Regions from separate parts of the Mus musculus genome. Here region 2 is linked to region 1. A link is a contact called in public HiChIP or PLAC-seq data. All regions are on one chromosome and are shown on one strand. The core of a region is the stretch at or near the end of the contact, and the rest is flanking DNA. Distances in the headings are between cores, read along the strand shown.

Evidence for each region. HiChIP or PLAC-seq counts read pairs in DNA pulled down with a chosen protein or histone mark.
Region 2: an H3K27ac HiChIP or PLAC-seq map of regulatory T cells shows a contact between it and region 1, with 5 times the contacts expected there. The contact joins two enhancer-like sites. A contact is called at or near these places in 4 of 115 datasets of contacts at active chromatin or transcription factors (embryonic basal ganglia, extraembryonic endoderm stem cells, large pre-B cells and 1 more).

What each region holds. Positions count from the first base shown.
Region 1 is chr10:118,648,599-118,656,370 of GRCm38.p6, forward strand. No RefSeq gene overlaps it. Among named protein-coding and RNA genes, the nearest start is that of Gm33337, 63 kb to the right of the region's middle. Within about 2 kb of position 5,808, at least 8 of the 459 cell types and tissues checked have an H3K27ac peak or open chromatin away from gene starts, as enhancers often do.
Region 2 is chr10:119,038,137-119,045,881 of GRCm38.p6, forward strand. It overlaps Gm33677 (predicted gene, 33677), which reads right to left. Exons shown (of 4, transcript NR_152787.1): 3 at 6,132-6,242. Among named protein-coding and RNA genes, the nearest start is that of Gm33677, 8.5 kb to the right of the region's middle. Within about 2 kb of position 2,250, at least 40 of the 459 cell types and tissues checked have an H3K27ac peak or open chromatin away from gene starts, as enhancers often do.

The DNA.
Region 1 (7,772 bases), core at 4,558-7,057:
TAAAGGTACTACTAGAGTTTGCGATTTATTGATCTAATGTGTGATGGCTATTTTAACCTTTTCTGTATGAGACTGGAGGCTATCAAGTTGTCTTTGTATATTGACAAACATATCCTTTTAATTATGTGTTTAGTGAGTGGTCTTTCTGTTTGAGATTTATCAGATCTTATCTATGACCAAACATCATGTCAAAGTTAAAAACATCCTTTACCACCTAAATGCTTCCCAGACTTGTCCAGCCCATTATCAGAATCACTCTCCAGCTGAGTTCAACTGATTTACTATAAACCCCACCATTAATTTTTAAACCATTCAGCAAAAGAGAAACTCAGTCTGTACACTGAGTTTTGGTCAAGGTCGTTTCTGAATGGGTGCATAATTAATACTCAAGATAAATTGGGTTACCAGACAACTTTATGAGCATGCCTTTTTAAAGCTACAACAAATGCTAACTGGGGCTTTCCAGAAATGGCGATGTGCTCTGATCTATTACCTATCAACTGTCCTGGTTTTATTTGTGATGGAAACCAGCCACAGAATCTGAACGCTATTTTTAAGGGAGTTAGACAAACATGAGGAATTTCTAAGAATAGGAGTGACCATATATTGGTAGCCAATTAAGGCATTTATCCCTGTTCACTGTTCTCTTATAGCTAATCCCTCAGCTGGCTTGGGGAGCTGAGTGGTATTTGAACAACCACAGGAAGCAAGGGCATTGCTGCTGGTTTATGCAGCAGTGGACCTGAATAGCTACTTCTCAAGGACCCTAGAATATGTCGCTACCAGTTTGATCTTTCTTGGTGGCGATTGAAAGAAGAATATGGCTGGTCTGTTTCTCAGAATGTGAAGTGCACATGAGCCACTGGCTGAAGAGAAACAAGGACATCCTTGCTTGAAACATAGCCTTAGGGGCCGGAGAGATGTCTCCCTTGGTAAAGTGCTTGCTTTCAACGTAGCAATTAGACCCCTGGGGGGAAGAAAGGTGGATGTGCTGGCATACAGTTGTCATTCAGGAGCTTGGAGAGGTAAGGGCAGGTAGATCCTGGTAGCTCCAGTTTAGAGAAGCCAGACTACAACTAAAACTGGATAGGGGCTGAAAAGTACCCAATTATTATATATTATATTATATATTATTATAAAATTTTATATTATATAAATATTATATAACATATATAAATTATATATATATATATATATATATATATATATATATATATATATATATATTCCAGTTTTTACAAGCCTCAGAGGTTTGTAGTATTTTGGAAGGAGACATGAAGGAGGTTAGGGAAGGATGGGAGGAAAAATATGAAGAAGAAAACAAATGTTGTTGCCACACATGGATGGTTTAAGTAAATTCCGTTCCCCACTGTATAGTAGCTCATTTAAGCCCCAGAGCAACGCTGTAAAGTATGACGACCTGTCTTTAAAAGAGACGCACGGAATCTCAGCAGCTCGCACCAGGTTTGCAGATAGTGTGTTGCAGACTCTGCACACGAGATGCCTCTGCTTTTCTATGTACTCCTTACAGATCTGAGAGGCAGAGGAGAGGAGGCTCCTGCAGTTTGCCGGCACACTGCTTTTAGCACCTATGGCATCTTAAGGGTTAAAGTAAATTTAATCCTTACTGTGCCCCTATAGAGGAAACCACACATGATGACTATTCATGGTTGTCAACTTGACCACATTTGGAATTAACAGAAACCCAAGCAACTGGGTACACATACGAGGGACTTTTTTTTTTCTTCATTAAATTATTTAAAGTGGAACGACCTATTTTAAATCTGGATCTTTTGAGGTGTTAAGATACATCTTTTGTTTGTTTATTTGTTTGTTTTGAGAGACAGGATTTTTCTGTGTAACAGGCCTGACTGTCCCAGAGCTCTGCTTGTAGACTAGGCTGTCCTCAAACTCACACAAATCCACCTGCCTCTGTCTCCAGAGTGCTGAAATCGAAGGTGCGCTCAAGATATACCTTTAATCCAGATCTTTTGAGGTGGGAAGATCCCTGATCCATCTGGACCACACCTTCTGCTGGCAGCCTAGATAAAACACATGGAACACGAGGAAAAAGGAAAAAGCACTCTTTGCCTGAGTGCTTCCACTCTTGTTAGCAAGTCCTTTCCTTTGCTAGCATTAGAGCCTGCATCTTTAGGATTCTAGCTTATGCTGAAGACCAGCTGAGGTATCCAGCCTTGTGAACTAAAGAATTACTGGATTCTTGGACCTTTAGTTGGTAAACAGCCATTGTTAGACTAGCTGGACCATGGCCTATAAGCCACTCTAACAAATATGAAATATATATATACATATACACATATAAATATACATATACACACATGCATATATACACACACACATATGTATGTATATATACACATATTTATGTATGTGTACACACATATATGCATGTGTGTATATATACATATACAAATGTATGTGTATAAATACATATACATATACATATACATATACATATACATATACATATACATATACATATACATATACATATACATATACATATACATATACATCATATACATGTACATGTACATGTACATATACATATACATACATATACATACATATACATACATATACATATACATACATATACATATACACACATACATACACATTTAATGAATTGTTTTGCACATTGGTAATCCTAAGACATTTGTCTCACTGGAAAAAAAATCTTGCCTTCAGGAGCAGAGTGTTCAGAGCCCACAGTGAGACTGTAACTGTAAACAACCTTATCCTAATGGTTCCTCTGAGGGCTGTGTGATTTCACACCTGTCTGTGGAGCTGTGGTGGAGAGTGGTTCCAGTCTGGTAGGTGTCACCTTATTTGCCCGGACTGTCTTTCACATTGGCGCTGACTCTGAGGAGAGCCAACCCAGGCAAGGGAAGGGAGGGGAGCAAGTCCTTCCTAAAAGCTATTTTTCTACATCACACTGCCTCCGTGCTGCCCCCTCCAGAAAACGGGGGGGGGTGTGCCCTGATAGACCAGAATGCTAATTACAATCATTACCTAAATCAACCAATCTTCCTTGACAAGGACTGATGCTGTCAGATACTAAGCGAAGCTCCACGTTTCATTTCAGTACAAATTACTTTTCCATCCCCCTTTGACAAATGCCTCAATTTTGATCTCAGATTTGCTCTTAGGATGGACGTGTAATTATCTGCTCTTGTTTACAGCAACAAAGGTCAGGTTATTCAGCAGATATTAATAACCACTGCTCTAAGAGTCCTCTTCCGGCTCATCTTGCATGCTGAGCTTTGCCCTAATTTCAACCTTGTGAAATTTTTATGGGGCTGAGGCAGTACCCTAACTAACTCTCTAACACTCTTATTAACTCTCTTATCTGTTGTGATAACCAGGCTCAGCCAAGTTTCCCTTTTTTATTAAACCAAATTACTAAGCCTTAGAAAAGCATCGCCTCGCTCCACTGGGGTTAAGGGAGTCCAGCTGCGTAAAACTGGAGACGATGCCTGATTCATTGGGGCCTTTGTGATTTGAAGAGTCCAAAAGGGCATGACCAAAATGGAAATCGGGAAGATGGTGGCAGCAGTAACATGGTAGAAGGTTCAAGGTAGCTGCATGGAACATTTGTATCATTCTGGAAAGAAAATCCAATTGCCCTACTTAGCTTCAGCTAACAACTTGATACAATTTAGAATCACTAGAGGAGAAAGTCGCATGGAAGAACTGTCCATATGACATTGGCCTGTGGGCTTGTCTGTAAATTATTAGCTTGATCATTAATTGATGTAGGAAGGCCCAGTCCACTATGGGTGCTACCATTCCTAGGCAGAGGTTCCTGAACTATATAAGAAAATGAGCCAGAGAGTGAGCCAATAAACAGCTGTCTTTATTGTTTTTATTTCAGTTCCTGCTTGATTTCTTGCCTCACCTTCTTTCAATAATTGACTGTAACCTGAACGTATAAACCAAATGAATCCTTTCTTCCATTAGGTTGCTTTTGGTCAGAGCATTTTATCACAGCAGTAGATAGCCAAATAGAACATATACTAATGTCCTGCCTGTAGCATTTCTTCCACGCTGCCATTACAACAGTGTGTGCTAAGTAGTAACAACTGTCCATTAGTTACAATCGTGTGTGCTATTTAGTAACAACTGTCTGTCTAGACTCACCTGCTGCTTGTTATCTGTATTCTCCCTCTGCTGTTTTGCTTCCTGCATTGCTTTTCCATCTAGACAGTGCACAGAAGGAATGTCCACCTGGCTAATCTGAGCACAGCTACTTGTGCATTTCAAGAGCACGAAGAGAAAGATCACGCTAACTTTGGTATGTCTTAGTCACGACTGTCCCACTAGGCTGGTTCTAGTGCTCTGACTGGGGAAGTGACCTGTGCATCTTCTGCTTCATCAGCTGGCTTGCTGCAGTGTTGAAAGTAGACTGACCCGCACCCTGCTCTCCCACTCCACAGGGCCACATGCTTTCCAGAGTCCCGCAGACCAAGCTGATAGACAGCTCGCACACATTGATTGCAGCTTTCATCAGCTCTGGAGAGGAGGAGGGTCAAGTACTACTGCAGGGATGGAAGAAGTGATTTATTACTCCTGTGTGATCCCACTTTGGGGCTGAGATAGGCAGCAAGCTGTTGACATAACTAACTGAAGGAAAGCATGGTCTAAGAACTGTATTTAGATAAACAACAGCACTTTGTCCAAACTGGAATGGAGTCGTAGGATTCTTTAAAAACAATCCATTATTTTGCAACAGAAAAGCTTTGGAGACTCTTACCAGACACTCTTAGTAGTAGAAGAAGAAGAAGGAGAAGGGGAGAAGGGGAGAAGGGAAGAAGGGGAGAAGGGGAGAAGGGGAAGAAGGGGAAGAAGGGGAAGAAGGGGAAGAAGAAGGGGAAGAAGGGGAAGAAGGGGAAGAAGGGGAAGAAGGGGAAGAAGGGGAAGAAGGGGAAGAAGGGGAAGAAGGGGAAGAAGGGGAAGAAGGGGAAGAAGGGGAAGAAGGGGAAGAAGAGGAAGAAGGGGAAGAAGGGGAAGAAGAAGAAGAAGAAGAAGAAGAAGAAGAAGAAGAAGAAGAAGAAGAAGAAGAAGAAAAGTTATTTGATATCACTGGATTTTCCCTGCAGATTAATGTTGCCCTCTCTAAGCCTGTCCATGAGATCTGGTAAGAAGAAAAATAACTGAAGGCTGGAAAACAACAAAACCTGAAGAAACAAAGATTGGGGGAGGCAGGAGGAAGGGAACGATTAAAGAAAGGCATGCTGACACGTGACCGTGAAGACGTGAGGGAACCTATTACCTTGTATGATTTTTTAAAAATTAAAGGTAGATATTTTTTCTCACACAGAATATTCAGAAACAGCATTACAGTTCCCCTCCCCAGATTCCTTTTAGATCATCGCCTCTTCCCCACACATCCAAGACCACACTAGAATACAGGCAGACATCTGAACTCATAATGCGGTACAAAAGCAAACAAACCCAACTAGGACAAGACAAACAAATAGAGAAAAAGAGCCTCCCTAAAAAGAAAAGAAAATTGCAGAAAACACATACAGACTCTAGGACACACACACTTCACCTAAAAATTAATTAGAAAAAAAAAGATATCAAGAATGAAAACTTGAATTGTAAAAATTGCTTAAAACTTCCTTTGACCTCTTTCATCTAGATCTCTTTCAATGATGCTTCAAATCAGCATTTAAAAACTTGTCTGTGGAAGAAAATATTAAACTGGAAGTGGGCTTTCTGAAGTATGCTGAGCTAAAAATAAATATTAACAGGTGTTCTTGCTTTCAGACTCCTTGGTGCGTCTCGCAAGCTGGGGCGTATGTGGCTATTTAAAGAGAGATGTTTGAGGAGATATTTCTCCATTGTCTCCAACTACATTTCAAGCACCAGGAGTTTATGTCTTGGTTGGAGTGGAAGCTCAAGAAGTTGGTTCGAGAAAAAGGTGGTTAGATCATGAGGAAGGATTACCCCAGAAGGGACCAGGATAGTTTGTGTGAGACTCCAATTAGTTCTCACACAGTGGGTTTGATATATCACTCTCTGGCTTCTTGTTTACCATGAAATCATTACTTCTTATCATGGTGCCACCTGCTATGAGGCCCTCATTAGAAACTAAACCCATGGACTCACTCTGTCACCAGTGACAGAGGGAGACATCACCCGACATAGCCAGCGGTCGCCTAGGGAGTTTCCTTCTCTGCTGAGGGACCACCACTCGGGATGAGCCAGAATGAAGCAAAGCTATAGAGTTTATTAACTAGGTACCCAGAGGGTTGGAAAGGACAAGACAATCCCAAGGTGTAGATTCCAGCAACCGGAGAGAATCCTGCTCAGGTGTCTTTACAATGGCTCTATTCTTGACCCTGTTTTACACACACACACACACACACACACACACATACACACACACACACACACTCCTGGGCTTTCTGCATCACATTGATTAGAAGATCTGATTTACAAAGTTTAAAAGTTAAATGAAAATATATGGACTACTGGGTCTATCCAGCCATATCTACGCAGTCTTTGGTACCTGGTTGATTGTGATCATTATAATATCCAAGAGTCATCCATCTTATCACGTGTATGGATAGCTTGGCTCTTTCAGCTGTCAAGTGGTATAATACTATGTGGACAACCTGCTCTTTGTATGTCTGTTCGCCTTAGTCATCCAAATGTGTTTTGAACGTGGGGCAATTGCAAATAAATTGCTCTAAGTTTCTCATAAAAATACATGAGCTGGTCAACTCATTTTCTTATCTAAAAAATTTTTTTCTTTTTATCAACCAGATTGTAAGGTGGTTTTCTTAGTTAAGGTTTTCATTGCTGTGAAGAGACACCATGAGTGACCAGGGCAGTTCTTATAAAGGACAACATTTAAATGGGGCTGGCTTACAGGTTCTGAGGTTCAGCCCATTATCAGTACAGCAGGAGGCATGGCAGTGTCCAGGCAGGCATAGCACTGAGGAGCTGAGAGTTCTACATCTAGTTCTGAAGGCAAACAGGAGAAGACTGACTTCCAGGCAGCCAGCAAGTGGCTCTCAAAGCTCACCCTCACCCCTCACAGTGACACAGTTCCTCCAAGAAGGCTACACCTACTCCAACAAGGCCACACCTCTTAATAGTGCCACTCCCTGGGTCAATCATATTCAAACCACCTGAAGCCTACTTACTAGCTTTAGAGATGAGACAGGAAAACTAATATGCTAAACTTGGATTACCAACATTCTGGACCTGAGTAACTCAGTGGCTTTGTTGTTTTAACACTGTAGTTTGAGACATCCACAGGAAACACACCTAATGTCCTAGGCAGTTTTACCTTGATCAGTTGTGTTAAAATTCTCAACAGCAGAGACAAATGAAATCCCAAATGAAGGGGCTTCTTTCCCATCTCACCGCCCCTTGGGTTCTCTTGTCTTTCTCTTGCCTCAGACCTATCTTGTACTTTTATCCTCTAAAACTACAAGTTAGATAAACTTCTAAACAACGTATCTTACCTCAAGTATTATGTTGTAGAAACAGAAAGGCACCAAAGAAATTGGGCAGCTGCTATAAAAAAAACCTGAAAAGGTAGAAGCCAGCTCTGAGATAAGTAGGAGGCAGAGGGTGAAAGAGTTTGAAAGCAAAAGTTAGGGAAAGCCTGGAATGTGGGAAACAGAGTGCTAGAGGCAAGCCTGGTGAGGGCTCAGAGGGTAGAGAGACAAGGAAACTCGATCCATATGGAATTGCTGATCATATGGGAAGGCAGAGAACAGCTTGCCCAG
Region 2 (7,745 bases), core at 1,000-3,499, 390 kb after region 1:
AACTAGGTTTCTCTCGCTTGCTCTCCTACAGATCCACATGTTTCTTTAAAAAAAAAAAAACATGTTTGATCTTCACACAGCAGCTACTTCTCCCTGCCTTCTGGTCTCCCACTGAGTTAGGTTTCCAAGATCCAGCTCTTACTATCTAGCTTATTGAAATCACTCACCAAAGCATGCTCCTGCACATATGTGACATGTACCACCAAGCCCCTTCTCCTATAAGCTTGCCTTTGCCAGATTGATCCCCGAATACCCACCGTTAAACATCAAAGGGTAGAAGAAAAGGCTCTTTGTCTCTATTACCCCAGCCTTACCTCAGAACCCACACTCTACAGGATGGCTTAAGTCTTTTGAGGTAGTGTCTTCTGTTGCCTATGGTCATTCGTATCATGACCGTGTTTTGTTTAGTTTTCTTTGGGTGTTCCAGGATCAAACCCGTGGTCCTGGTATGCCAGGTAGGATGTCTATAACCACAGCCCAGGACTGAGCCTCAGTGGCCTCTCAGACAGCTAATGAAAGTGGTCAAGGAATCAGTCAGACTTAGGAATCTCGATTTGTTTGGAAACGTCAAGACGAGGGATAAATTGAGTGTGCAGGGGTGAAGATGCTATTTAAAGCCCTGTGATTAAATTAAACCACCTTATAAAGTGTGAACGAATTATAAGAGGCATGAAGAGCCAAGGGGTATAGGTCTCAGAGGGGAGAAAGATGTCAAAAACTGGTATACGATGAATAAAAGATGGGAACCAAGGGATGGGGTTCTAGAAACCCAGAGGGGATAAAGGAGGGTCGCCTGGAGAACACTGTCTGTCCTCAGCAATTTGGAGAATTCACACTCCTTCCTATGACTGTCTTCCCAGGGCTGATTCTGTCACAATGGACGCATTTGCCCTAGATGCTCTGAGACACTGAATTTTTCCTCCTCTCTGTGTACCTCCATGGCCTTGTCCTCTCTGCCTGCAGGTGTTCCCTGCATAGCAATCTAGTCCTGTCCTCCTATCTCCCCTCCCCATCTCAGGTCTCAGACACAAGTCCCACATCTGGTTGGGCGGGCGCCCCTTCCAGGAGCGCAGTCCCTCCCTCTTGCAAGCACTCATTGCTGGCAGCCGGTGCCTCTAAGCTCTTCAGAGGTGAGCCCAGGCAATGGCTGCTCCTTTTTGTTACAGTAGTCGTCAGCAATTCTTGATCTTGGTAGAGATATATCTGTGGGCTAAATCAAAGGACACATAGGGCAGGGTCCCCAGTATTAGCATCTGGCTGACCTACCAAATAAACCAAGACTCCAGGGGCCTTCTGCTTCTGGAAGACTCGAGGCAACAAAGTCTTACCTGTTTGAAACAAATGGTAAGAAGTCTCAAATGAATTGGCACATTGTAGGATTTTGAAGAAGTTTTGATACATTCAAGAAACACTAAAAACACCCACCTGCCCACCCCCTTTCCTGTCTGAACTATGGCTTTGAACTCAGTAGGTAATCATTTTTCTTTAAATAATATTAAAGTCAGTTTAAATGTGACAGGCGTCTTTTCACAAGCACTCCAAGCACCAGCAAGGAATGGATGGACCCGGACAGACCCTTAGGTTCAGTCTTTGCTTGAGGCAGTGAGGCTCTCTAGAAGAGATTCGGCAATGGTAAACCTACTCCCCCACCCTGAGGGAGGGGTTTATAAGTCACCTAAATCAGGACTCCAAAGGTCCTCATAAGTATGGCAGCAAATGCCTAAGATGTGGGGAGGAAGGGAGGTCTCTGAACACTGCGTCCTTTGTCATGCAAGTAGAGCCAACGTTCTGAACAGAAATTGTAGATACTAGCAGACTATCTTTAGAAACAGGAAGTCAGGAACAGCCTATAAATATCTTCCCCTTCCTTCCTGAAGATCACATATACATTTTTTTTTTAAGATCCAGAAAAAACAAACAAACAAAACAAAACAAAAAAGATTTAGAAATAAAGAAAGTGCCTTAGTCTGGCTACTTCCTTTCTAGATTTTTCTAAAACTTTAAAATGTGTTGTGAGGGGAAGAGTACCACTTCAGCTTTTGACTGTTTGTGAGTGTCAGCCCTTTAAAAATGGCTTTCTTCTTTTTAAAACATTTAGTATATTGAGGGAAATCATGACTTGGGGGTTGATAAAAGAGCCCTAGTTACTGCTAGAAAGCAGTGGGGCCCTCAGCTGCGGGGTGTTCAGCAACTCTCCAGCTGGATTAGGCACTGTTGTCTCACCATTGTCCCAGTTGTGTCGGAGTGAGCCTCAGGGACACGTGACATATGCTCTGACCTCAGCCCTTGCTGACACAGACAGTCTTAACAATACCACTCCAACAGACCCACGCCAGGCTGCTCTTCTTTCCAGCTCTAGGTGTGTCTGGTGGGAAAATGATTCAGAGAGGCAGACACAAAATGTCTGTGGGTCCCAGAATCACTGTGAGGAATATTTTCCTAGGATCACCATGGGAGAGAGGGAAGCTGGGAGAATGGTTCAGATACCCATTCTACTTTCAGCCCAGCCCTTCTTCTTTGCCTCAGGAAAGGGCAACTTTTCCTTTCTTTTGTCTCTTTCTTCTAGATGCTAACTCCTCAGCCACTGGTCCTCACCCTCCCTAATGCTGCAACCCTTTAATACAGTTCCTCATGCTGTGGGGACCCCTCACCCCGACCATAAAAATGATTTTCCTTGCTACTTCATAACTGTAATTTTGCTACTGTTATGAATCGTAATGTAATATCAGTGTTGAGTTTGGTCTGTTGTTATGTATTGTAATGCTAAATTCTGTGCCCAAATGTCTGGACCCTAGAGTTGACAAGCTTTTGTTGTGCAAACCTTATTCTTTGATTTAAAACTACTGGTTAAATAAAATTGGTTGAATCCAATTACTGGAGGGATTCAAGGTAGATGGGTTTTGAGTAACCTGGTTGGCAGTGGAGAAGGAGGGGGTGGGGACCAGGAGGAGAAGGAGGAGGGATGAGGGGAGAAGAGGAAGCCTCCAAGAGAAGAGATGGACCGTGAGCATGTGGCCAGGAGAAACAGCAAGTATCTGGGGTTATACCCCTGGGAAGGTAGCCAGGCCAGCAGTCAAAAGAGTAGATTAAGGGTGACCCCCAGTAATTATCAACGCCAAGTAAAATAACCATAGTCGGAGTCTCATTTATTTGTGAGCTAGTTGGGGATAAGCATAACGTGGTTGTACTACACATCTGAAATGCAGCATATCTGACATGTGACCCCTGTGAAAGGGTTGTTAGACACTCCCCCCCCCAAGGGATTTCAACCCATAGATTGAGAGCCACTGCCTTAAGTGTGCCTATGTCTGTGTACATGCTGTGTATAGGTGTGTGAGCACACATGCAAACACACACACACACACACACACACACACACACACACACACACACACCATGGTACTTTGGACTTCCATGCTCTTTCTAAAGCCCCCTCCCACTCAAATGTCAGGCCTTGCCCACCCCCACCTCCTTTTCACCGACATTCTCCAGGCAGCTGCTGGGATTTACAGCTGCCCACCCTGGGGCTTTTTAAAAAACACTAATAACACTAGCCTTGAGCTTCGTTCAATTCTTTCATTGAAACTAAGAACCCCAAGGGGGAACCCTGATTTCCCAATATCATCTAAGAAACACAAAGAACTCCTGAAAACCCCCAGTAACTGTTACAACCATTCTAACACATGAAAGACTTGTACAAATGGCATTTTTACCATTTTCTTGGTTAAAAACTGTCTAGAGAGATGGCTCAGTGGTTTAAAGCACTGACTTCTCTCCCAGAGAACCCAGGTTCAATTCCCAGTGTCGCATGGTGACTTATGATTGCTGTAATTCCGGTTCCAAGGATCTAATGCCTTCTTCTGGCTTCCTTGGGCACTGTAAGCATGTGGTGCACACACAGAAAAAAACATCTGGACATATAAACTAAAAATGAACCTTTTAGAAATAACTGAATGTCTACTCCAGTCACCATTAAGATTACACAAAGGAAGAGGTGACCACACTGATAACCAGGGTGTGAAAATATAGACCATGGAGGCTGGAAAGATGGCTCAGCAGTGAAGAGCACTAGCTGCTCTTCTAGAGGTCCAGAGTTCAATTCCTAGCAAGCACATGGTGGCTCATAATCATCTGTAATGGGATCCGATGCCCTCTTCTGGTGTGTCTGAGACAGCAACAGTGTACTCACATATAGGAAATAAATAAATCTTTAAAAAAGAAAATATAGAACACTTAACTCTGAGTGTTCAGTTTGTATTTAATCATTTTAATTTTCTGGACTGAGAAAACAAAGGTATCAAAAAAATGGTTATGAAACAAATCAAAACTACTCTCTTTCCTTGTTGAAGGTTGAAAAAATTCTAAGTTTGGTTAAGAGTTGTTGTTGTTGTTGTTTAATGCATAAGAAAGCTGAAAGTATAACATAGGGAGGCCTATGAAATGATAACATTTGGATGCTACCTTTAAAAACAAACAAACAATAAAAACAAAACAAGATCTATGAAGATGGCTCGATGGGGAAAGGGCTTGCCACAGGAGCCCGAGAACTAGAGTCGGGGTACCCAGTGAGGGTGCCCATGTACATGGCAGATGGGTAAAAATTCCAGAGCTTGGCAGGATGTGAAGACAGGCTGTCCTCAGAGCAAGCTGGCTGGCTGGATTAACAAAAGTAGTGAGCTCTGTCCAGGTCCAAGTGAGCAACATTGCCTCCACAGATACAATGGAAAACTGTCAAGAACCATGCCCAATGTCAGGCCCGGGTCTTCGAGTGTATACACACACGCCCGCACACACCTGCATGCACACCACACACTTGCAAACATGCACACACGGATGCATGCCATACACGTGGACACATCCCAAAAAAATGAAAAAAAAAATGAGACAGCTTTCAGAGCCACATTTGGCATGTGAAATACAACCCTCCTGCCCATGGTAACTACAAGCTTCAACAGGGATCTCCTCTCTTGGCACTGTCTCCATGGAATAACCTGAGGCAGACATCTCCTAAGTGCACAGTGACACGGGTTAAATGGAAAAAAAAAAAAAAAAGCGTTCTGTGTGTGTGTGCTGTAGGTGAGTGCCAAGACGGACGCTACGGGCCATTACACCAGTCAGCTGTACCTGTCTTCTACCTATGCCCCACCCTCAGTACACATGGGCAAGGCCAGTGCACACTCGATCTTGCCAAGACTGCCTTATTTGGCATCTTTCTAAACCTAAGGACTTAGCAACATAGCCAGAACTCTGGTTAGTTGGTCATCAACTGCAATTTTACCAAGGGGTAGAGCGCTTCCAAGCTTGGTCTCAGACACAGTGAGACCACACCCAACTCAATTGTTCCTATTTTAACAACGAGAGACAGAGAGACAGAGACAGACAGAGAGAGACAAAGAAAGACAGAGAGAGACAGAGAGAGAGACAGAGAGAGTTTTTATCTGGAAAGAAAAAAGCACTGCCCTGCTGGAGTTATGAATACACATCGGTGCCCACACTGCTCCTAGACATCCCAGACCACTCCAAATGCTGTGTTGAGAGTCTTCCAAGCTAGGAAAGGCTGTGGCCAGAAGAGAACACCTAAAGCTCCCAGAAGACTGCTGTAGCCCAGGGGTTGCCCCACCCACAATGGGCGGGGCCCTTCCCCACCAATCACTAAATAAGAAATTGCCCTGAAGGTTTGCCTACAACTAGATCCGTATCTTCTCTCTCTCTCTCTCTCTCTCTCTCTCTCTCTCTCTCTCTCTCTCTCTCTCTCTCCCTCCCTCCTGGCTCTCTCTCTTCTCCTTCTCTCCTTCTCTCCCTGTCTCTCCTCTCTGCTCTCTCTCTTTCCTTCTCTCCCTCTCTCCCTGTCTCTCCTCTCTTCTCTCTCCTATCTCTCTTGCTCTCTATCCTTTCTTCTCTCATATCTTTCTCCTCTCATATCTTTCTCTCTTCTCTCCTCTCCCTTTCTCTCTCTCTCTCTCTCTCTCTCTCTCTCTCTCTCTCTCTCTCTCTCTCTCTCTCTCTCCCCCCCCCACCTCTCCATGGAACTTCATGTACATAAAATAGACCATCAAGTAAAAATTAAGAGTACAAATAACAGGTCCCTCACCATCTGCCAGGCATCAGGGAAGGCGCTCCAGGCTTCTCACCTGCAGGTTGATGAGGCATCGTCACAGGCAGGCTTGAGAGCTAGGTGACAATCTCCTTCAGGGAAGAACGGAGGTGTGCTCCTTACTTAAAGATAGCTTGCCTTCCAGCTGCTGTTTGGGGGGGAAAAGTACATTTTTCTTTTCTTTCATTGTCCAGGCGCATGTGGGAGTATACAGTCTCAAATGCTATGATTGGGTTCAAGTACTATAAACAGGCCTCCGGAGACTGAGTCTGGCTTTCATGTCCTGGCATTAATATTCAGAAATTATCCTCCTGTTCTTTTCTAAAATTGAGGTGGGCAGGAGTGGGGGAAGGGGTTGATTGATTCTTGATTCTTAACTATTTTGGTGTCTGAGTGATCATGATTTCCAACCCTAAGGACAGAATGTCTGCAGGAAAAAGAGTGTAGAATTGATTCTAGTTTGTTAAACTAGACAGAAGCCCTGGGATTTAAAAACCCCGAACTATTGTGACATTTAGAGTCAGTCAGTTATCCTGGGTACCAGCATGCAGCAAACAGGTTTGCAAATACTAAGCCACTGGGCAATGTAAATTCTCTTGCAGTGAGCTCAGTTGGGCTTTCTCCATACATAGTATTCAAGTCACATACAAATCCAACATGCAGGCTGCAGAGATGGCTCAGCAATTAAGAGTGCCAACTGATCTCCAGAAGGTCGTGAGTTCAAATCCCAGCAACCACATGATGGCTCACAACCATCTGTAATGGGGTCTGATGCCCTCTCTGGTGTGTCTGAAGGCAGCTACAGTGTACTTACATATAACAAATGAATAGATCTTTAAAATAAATAAATAAATCCAACATGCATGTCACCTCTCCAAGAAATGTGTTTCCATGCCTTGCCCTCCGAGAAGGCACGGTGGGCTCACTGGGAATTTAAACAGCCTTTAATTGTGCAGATAGTGCCTGGATTCACGACTCCTACGGGAGTAAAATGAAAACGAGGCTCACTGTACGCTGGTGTCTGTCCAGATCCAGCCTGTTTGGAAACGGAGGCCCCTCCAGAGGAAAGCCAGCTGCTGAGCCACACACAGCCTACGCACTCGAACTTGAACTTTTAAATTTTGGGTTTCTTTTTGGTTCATTCATTCATTCGTTCTTTCATCCGTTGGTGGCTACATTCACCCCACGGTGCTCTTGAGCAGGTCAGAGAACAGCTTCGTGGGGATCAGTTGACTCTACTTCTTGAGTCCAGAGGATCAAATTTAACCCAGGGACAATCAAGCCCGGTGGCCAGGCCCTCTGAGCCACTTTGCCAGCCCTTGTTAACTCAAATTAACAAATGTTAATAGACGGAGTCTCCGTTGTGGGATCTTGCTGTTGCTGTTATGAAACACCACTACCAAAAACACCTTGGGGGATCAAAAAGTTTATTTGGCTTATGCTTCCACATCATTGTGTATCATTGAAGGAAGTCCGGACAGGAACCTGGAGACAGGAGCTGATGCAGGGGCCATGGGGGGGGGGGGTGCTTAATGACACACTCCTCATAGCTTCCTCAGCCTGGTTTCTTATAGAATACCCACAATGAGCTGGGCTCTCCCCCCATAAGTCACTAATTAAGACAATGCCCTACAGGCTTGCATACAATCTT